Regions from separate parts of the Pan troglodytes genome. Here region 2 is linked to region 1. Evidence: chromatin contacts called from public HiChIP or PLAC-seq data. All regions are on one chromosome and are shown on one strand. Each heading gives the region's core, a stretch centred on a gene start, on an enhancer-like site or on the middle of the called end of the contact. The rest is flanking DNA. Distances are from core to core; before and after follow the strand shown. Region 1 holds the start of GALNT16 (polypeptide N-acetylgalactosaminyltransferase 16). Region 2 holds the start of CCDC177 (coiled-coil domain containing 177).

What was found. HiChIP or PLAC-seq counts read pairs in DNA pulled down with a chosen protein or histone mark.
Region 2: an H3K4me3 HiChIP or PLAC-seq map of stem cell-derived excitatory neurons shows a contact between it and region 1, with 2.3 times the contacts expected there. The contact joins the promoter of CCDC177 here to the promoter of GALNT16 in region 1. A contact is called at or near these places in 2 of 7 Hi-C or Micro-C datasets (induced pluripotent stem cells and stem cell-derived neural progenitor cells) and 1 of 1 datasets of contacts at active chromatin or transcription factors (stem cell-derived excitatory neurons).

The regions. Positions count from the first base shown.
Region 1 is chr15:67,245,903-67,249,847 of NHGRI_mPanTro3-v2.0_pri, forward strand. GALNT16 (polypeptide N-acetylgalactosaminyltransferase 16) reads left to right here and starts at 2,416. Exons shown (of 16, transcript XM_522885.8): 1 at 2,416-2,531; 2 at 2,963-3,252. The coding sequence starts at 3,076. It overlaps LOC104002083 (a long non-coding RNA gene), which reads right to left and starts at 87. Exons shown (of 5, transcript XR_010151173.1): 1 at 1-87.
Region 2 is chr15:67,563,908-67,567,577 of NHGRI_mPanTro3-v2.0_pri, forward strand. CCDC177 (coiled-coil domain containing 177) reads right to left here and starts at 2,333. Exons shown (of 2, transcript XM_016926264.4): 1 at 1,879-2,333; 2 at 1-987. The coding sequence starts at 959.

The DNA of each region.
Region 1 (3,945 bases), core at 1,166-3,665:
CTCTTGTTTTCACAGTTCAAAGTATGTGAAGAAACAGTGAATTCCTTAGGTGTTGCTTTGATTCTGTGATGCTGCTGGAGTCCATTCCTAGTACCAGAGAGGAAACAACACTCATTGTCATTTCTGAGCATTGAAACCTATCCCAGGGAGGGCCAGTTCTGCACCCACTTGGGATTACAATCTGAAACAAAGACCACAGACTGTAGCCAAGGTGGCAATTCCTGGTCTTTAGCTCTGCCAGAGTGCCTATGGCTTCAGGCACATTACTCCACCTCTGTCTATGTGGAATTCCTGTCAGTCAAATGAGCACGGTAATTACTTGCTGTCTTACCCCCACCCCACCCCCATCATCCCCCAGGGAAGTGCCCAACTAAGGAACAGCTGTAGTTAAGTCATCTAGAGAGGCTACGCTTCACTTCTGTGCAGTCTTTCTGGTGGTGGGGGCCAAGCAAACCTTCTCTCAGGGACAGAACTACCAGGAGTGACCATTTGGGGCAGATATATAGCATCCTCACCACTGAGCCCTGGGCAGTAAGTGGTGAGATGTGAGAAACCCTGCCACATTCCAGCCCATCCCACTCCTCCCTCCTTCCCCCCATGGAGCCTTCCTTTTGGAGTCACCAGAAGCCCCAACTGCCTGGTTTCAGTCAGCATGGTCCAGCTTCATCCCCGTGCCGAGGGGTGAGTTTGGAGCCTTTTACCAGGAGGTGATAGATGATGTGATGTCTTCGAATCCCACATCCAAAGGCAAGTAGAGATGCACAGACCAGGCTGGGATGAGGGGAGCAGCCTATGACAACAGGGCTACTCCCTAAGTTTTCACCTGGCTCACCTGAGAGATATGTGAAAATGGGGGCACCAGGAGGGTAGTTCCCTTACATTTTCTTGGTTGACCTGAGAGGCCTGTGGAGCCTGATTCCCAAGGAGCAAGGTCTTTCCTGGCCTCCCACAAATGGCACCACTGGATCTGCCCCATGATTCCTCCGGAAACCAGACGGTGGTTTGGCAGTGGTTTTCTCCATCTATGCAAACAAGCCCTGGCCCCTGGCGCAGTCTTATTAAACTCCCCAGGGGAGAGAGACCTGGGAGAGCATCTGGCGTCTCCAGACTCCTGCCCTTGTTGTGACTGCCACACCTTATGCCTGAAATTCCCTGCTACTTGTGTAGACCCTTTGTGAGGCCCTCTTTGCGTATTCTCTTCTTTCTAGGTCCCATTCCTGCGTGGGTCACTTCTGGACTTATCTAAGTGTCATCGTAATTAGTCTTCTGAGTGAGGATATCGTATTGCAGTAATGACCCTGGGTTTTCCTCAGCAGAAACCCAACTAGGGTTTCTTCACCTCAACAGAAATGTATTGAGCATCTATTATATGTGCGGTTCAGTCTCAAGTGCTGGAGAAATGGAGAAAAGCCACCTGATTTTACTTCTATCTGTCAGGGTGGTGCTCATGGGATGCTTGTGGGGGGGCATGATGCTGTGACTTCAGTTTGCCTGATTCCCCAGATGGCTTCATTTAGAGGCTGGACCCTATGTGGGTCTTCGGAGTAGCCATGGTGTCCAGCAGTGCCAGCAGGAAGCAGACTCCTCAACAACTCTGCCCCGGCATTCAAGGACCTCCTGAGTTCAGACTCACCCAGCCTGGCCAACCTCAACTCCTATCAAATCCTAGGCCCCCTGCAACGCCTGGCAGCTCTCTCTCTTGAACACATCAAGCTCTTCCATCCTCTGGATTTTTGCAAGGCCTATTTCTGCAGTCTCTCCCCTGTCCTCACCTCCCCCTTCCTTGCCTCTTAAGTGATTCATCCACCTTTCTGAGAGCTTTCCCAAAGGCCACCTTACAATAAATTATTTCTTCCTCTGTTGGATCCCTACTTTGTTGTTACACATCGATTCATTGAGCGCTCTGTGCCCGACACTGTGCTGGTTTCCTAAAACTCATCTAAGTCTCTTGCTTTCTGCCTGGAGTGAAGAGTAGTTCACGCCTGATTCTCAGTGCCTCTAGGGCTGGAGCGGAATCTCAATGTCTGTGTCCTCGTCTCTCACCACCGCGTTTTGCACTTTGTCGAAAGGTGTCAGATGGAGAGATGGCTTCTAGACTGGGCTCTGCCCACTAATTAGCTGTTTGGCCTTGGGAGAATCATCCGGCCTCTCTTGCTGCCCTTCTTTCCGATGAAATAATGCTGACGATGATATTTCAGGGTTGTCCAGGGGTCAATGAGGCGGGATAGAGGGAAGCATCGTGAAATCTGGGAGCCCCAGGCCACCGAAAAATGTGGAAGGGCCGTACCCCCACTCTCCTAGCACTGGGTGTGAGGCAGCGTCGTTTCCCCTTCGCTCTCTTCGAATGTCAAGTGCACCAGCTTCCAATCCCTCCTCTGGGCGGGCCCTGTCTGGCTAATCTCAGCTGCAGATTCCAGTACAAACTCAGGACTCTCCCCCGCCCAGCCGCCCCTACACAAGGACTCGCCGAACACACCTTGAATCCCGCGCCAGAGTGCAGCCCGGAACTGCAGCTCGCGGCGCGGGCCCAGGTCGGGGGTCGCGCGTCTCCAGTCGGTGACTCAGGGCCGCTCGGTCCGGGGGTGGGTGTGGGTAGGCAGGACCGACCAGGGCCGCGCGGGGGCAGCTGCCGGGCGTTCGGTCACCTAGCGGTGGGAGCCGAGGCTGGCTTTGGCCAGTCGCCATTCCGCCGCGGGCGTCTGTCTCGCCGGGTTCCCGGGCGCGGGAGGAAGGCCCGCGCCGCTTCCCACTCGGCGCGCTTCTCTCCCAGTGCGCAGTGGCCTGGTGGGTCAGCCGGCGGCGGCTGGAGCGCGGGGCCGGCCCTGCGCGCGAATGAATGGGCGCCCGGGGGACGCGCGCGCTCTGGGCTGAAGGGCATTAGGACCGTGAGGATCGCTCCGCGATCCTGTCTCTCCCTATCACCCCCCCGCCCCCCCACCTCTCTCCTTTTTCTGCTCTGCAGGACTGAGCAGCTAGGCGCGAGCGAAAACAAACAGCTGGGGCTGCGAGCGCCCCCGCCCCGGCCCCGAGAGCACGCCGGCCCAGTCCCCCACCTGGGGCTCCCGTCTGCCCACCATGAGGAAGATCCGCGCCAATGCCATCGCCATCCTGACCGTAGCCTGGATCCTGGGCACTTTCTACTACTTATGGCAGGACAACCGAGCCCACGCAGCATCCTCCGGCGGCCGGGGCGCGCAGAGGGCCGGCAGGAGGTCGGAGCAGCTCCGCGAGGACCGCACCATCCCGCTCATTGTGAGTACGCCCCGAGCGTCGGCCGGCCGGCTAGGGAGCCGCGGCGCGCGTCCAGCCCCTGCGCGGCGGCCGAGGGCGCGGGGCCCGGCCAGGGGCTGAGTGCCCGCTGCGCCGGGCCGGCTTTGTATATGTTGGAGCATTCCTGCCCGTTGTTATGGCAACCTCTGCCGGGCGGCGGGGCTGGGGCGCACCGACTAAGGGAGGGTGACAGAGGGTGGGGGCTGGGAGAAAGTGCTGCAAGTTTGGTGGGCCCGGCGTGCGCGCGCGGCTGGGAACGTGGCGGCTCTCCCGGCTCTGCGCTGCCGGGGCCGGGAGTCTGGGGGCTGCAGGAGCCTCGTGTGCCCCGGAAGGCTGCCGGGCCCAGCGCGCGGCGAGCGGGCGGTGGGAACTACTCGCAGCCGAGCGCGTAGGTGGCAGTGCGCAGCCCGTCTCCAGCCTTCTGGGGGCAAAGGACATCGGGTGGGGGCGTGGGTAGGGGAAGGCTCTCTAGGCGCTGCGCCTGGCTTCGAACCCCCTTCTGAGCAGGGGTCAACTTGAACCCGCTTCTTCGGCGCCGACACCCAGCTCCCCCGGAGTTCTCTGGGTTGAGGAAAGGTCTCGCACTGTACGCGTCTCTCACTCCCAACATTAGGGTCCGCCACCACGGGTAGGTGGGCAGTGTCAGCGCCCGAACTTGGCGATACCCTTGCATGA
Region 2 (3,670 bases), core at 1,083-3,582, 320 kb after region 1:
CGCTCCACGTGCTGAGCGGTCTGCGGCGAATGGCTCAGGTCGCCGAGGCTGAAGCTGCGGCCTGTGATCGGAACCAGGGTCAGGGCAGACGGGCGGCCTGGAGCGTTGGTGGTGGAGGACGCCGACCCCGCTGGGCAGCTGTTCCTGGCCGAGGCCCGAGGCGGCCAGCGCAGCTCCCTCAGGCTTTCCCCACTGTAGGATGACGACGATGCGCCCGACTCGGAGCTGAGGGCGCCCTCACGCCGGCGGGACAGTGAGTCCAGCGAATGGCTCTTCCTGCCTGTTCGAGAACCCGCTGGCGGAGGTTGGGTCCGGGCGGAGGAGGGACTAGGGGAAGCCTTGCGGGCCGCACGCGGCGCGGGCGAGGCCGGGAGGCTGGCGCTGCTGCAGCTGCTGCTGCTGCCCGCGCTCGGGGCCGAGGCCGCGGCGGCGGCGGCGGCGGCCGCGGGGCTCAAAGGCGTGAAAAGACGCCGCTTCTCCTCGCGCATGATGCGCTCGCGCTCGGCCCGGCATTGCTGCAGCTTGGCGCGCCGCTCCGCCTCGTAGGCCTCATACAGGCCGGTGGCCACCCGCATGGAGCGGCCCGGAGCCTCGCGCACCAGGTCGGCCAGGGCCCGTGGCAGCAGCTCCACCGGCTTGACCGCACAGCGGGCGCAGGCCTCTAGCGAGCGGGGGCTGGTCAGCACGTAGCGGCTGCCCTCCGCCTCTGGGCAGTCGAAGTTGAAGAGGTCGAGGTGCAGCAGCGGGGACTGCTCCCGCCGCCCGCCTTCTGCGGCTGCACATGGGACTTCCGCCTTGCGGGGCACCGCCGCGGAGGCCGAGGCCGAGGCCGAGGCCGAGGAGGCTGCGGGCTCCTGTGCGCCCTGGGCATCAGGGGGCACGGACGCCACGGCCTCGTCCCCTCCAGAGTCGCCGGGTTCCGCTCCTGCCTTCTCTTCTTCAGGCACTGGGTCCACCATGGCTGAGCCCCGTCCTTTGTTGGAATCTCTGCAGATCACAAGGAGGGACATCGAGGAATACGTTTGAGAGCTCTTCCCCCCTCCTCATCCATAGTCACCCCATCCCAACTTAATCCGCTTTCGGATTAGGCTCAGAGGCTTTGGTGGAACGTAAATCATAAAACCGATGTCGGAAAGCCCAGGCTGAGCGCCAGAACGGGGATGGGGGTGGGGCGGACACTCGTGTTCAGAGAGCAGCCTGGGTCTCCCTCAGCCCCGGAATGCGGGGTGGAGGCCTGTGGCGAGGCTCCTCTGGGCGCCTGGCCCGCTAGATGCATCCCCTTTCTGCTGCAAGTTAAGATGAAAAGATCCAGGTGCAGGCAGGAGCTAGCGAGGGAGGCGCTGGAGGATTCCCGGGAGGATTAGCGTATTTGTTTGTAGCTTAGGCGGGCTACTGGGGATGCAGCTTTGCAGGAACAAAAAAGCAAGAGGCCTGTTCATCCCAAGGGACCCCATTTGCCTAAGGGAAGAAGTTTATGGTTGATTTCCCCTGCCAAAGGAGACTCGGTCGCAGGGCCCCCGGGTGATTAAAGGGCTGGGAGAAGTCCCCAAAGGCCTCTCCGGGAGGGGTGATGGATTCTTGCTCCAGCAGCTCTGGCAGGGCTTACTGAGGGCTCTGCACGCCGCCTCCGCCCCCACCTCCACCCCCACCGGGTGTTTGCTGGGGATGGAGAAGGTGCCTGGATACTCTCAGACGCACCGGATCTCCTCCAAGTCTGAATGTGCTAAAGATACCATCCACCCCAGTCTGGGTTCAGATACCCGCCCTCGGGTGCCCTCCGAGTTCCCCCACAGCATCCCAGTGGGTGGGCTCCTGGAGCGCAAAGAACCTGGCCGCCCAGGTTCCCGCAGCTCCCGGTACCCGAGCCGGTTTACTCACCCCGCGTCCTGGGCTTCGGCCCCGCGCCAAGGGCTTTTGTTCGCAGCTCGCCGCTGTCCCCTGCGCTTCTTCAGTCTCTGCGCCGGCGGGGTCGGGTTACTGCCGGCTGCAACCGTGAAAGGAGCCCCATCTGCCGCCGCCAGCGTCTCTCCATGGGGTCTGCGAACAGGGCGCACGCACCCCAGATGCTACCTACACGTGGGAGGGGGAGTGCGACAATGTCTCCCTGAAATAACGCGGCTCTGCACCCTTCCCTCACATTGATTCTTTAAAAAAGAAGCCCGGTTCCGTCGCTGCGGCATCCCTCTACACCTCTACAACCGTGGAGGTAACGCAGGTCCCACGCTGCCCCCTGCGCCTCCTGGCGGACACTCGAGGGTGCTGGTTTGTTTGCTTCGAGGACGAAGGAGAAATTTTTGTTTAAATGTATATATGTACATATATACACACATATAATATGTATATATATACACTACACACATACAGGTAGATGTAGGTATAAATATGGATAGATATCGATATATAAATCACCAAGAAACCCTAGTCTTTCAGCAGCCTAACTGGGTAGAATGAAGGAATTGCTCAGCTTGTTTCTAAAGGAAACCCTGAGGAGCAAACAAACTTGATAGCGAATAATTGGGTGGAAATATGGCGCCTGATGCAAATTGTGATTTTTTTTTTTTCAATGAAAAACTAAAAACAGGCTGGGCAAGGTGGCTTACACCTGTAATCCCAGCACTTCGGGAGGTCGAGGCCAGTGGATTACTTGAGTCCAGGAATTTGAGACCAGCCTGGACAACATAGCGAGTCCCCATCTCTAAAAAAATTTTCAAGAATTAGCTGGGGTGGTGTCCTGTGCCTGTAGTCCCGGCTACTCCAGAGGCTGAAGTGGGAGGATCACCTGAGCCCAGGAGGTTGAGGCTGCGGTGGACCATGACTGCACCACCACACTGCAGCCTGGGTGACAGAGTGAGACCCTGTCTCAAACAAAATAAAACAAAATAAAAACAAACAAAAACTAAGAACACTTATGGGTTTGACGCAGGTGGAACATATGTAACTGGTGTTTAATGCAACATTTTATGACTTCCTGGTTATAGATAATAACAATTATAACCAGTTAGTGCCATACAATGAGTGTTATTTTGAGACATCTCCTGCCCACCTCTTTTCCATTTTGAGTGATAGTGGCCATAGGAGACAGATCGGAGGAGTGCTTGATGGAGGGAAGTCGAGGAGAGGATGGGACATAACATTAGAGGGAATGTTGAACTATGCATTAAATAACCTTGGCTGGGTGTGGTGGCACACACCTGTAATCCGAGCACTTTGGGAGGGCGAGGCGGATGGATCACTTGAGATCAGGAATTCGAGACCAGCCTGGCCAACATGGTGAAACTCCGTCTCTACTGAAAATACAAAAATTAGCCGGGTGTGGTGGCATGCAGCTGTAATCCCAGCTACTCAGGAGGCTGAGGCAGGAGAATCGCTTGAACCTGGGAGGCAGAGGTTGCAGTGAGCCGAGATCTCACCACTGCACTCCAGCCTGATGACAGAGCGAGACTCCATCTCAAGAAAAAAAAAGTAAATTTTAAAAAATAACCTTGACATTGTCAGGTAGACTGTGAGGAGAAAGTGAAGGGTTTTAAGTGGGGAAATGACATGATTTGGTTTTTATTTTAGGAACATAACTCTGGCAACAGTGAAGTGGAGGCTTTACAAAGGCCAGGGCCAAGAGGAGGCAGGAAGCCCAGTTAGCTGGACACTGTGGTCACCCCAGGCAGGAAGGATT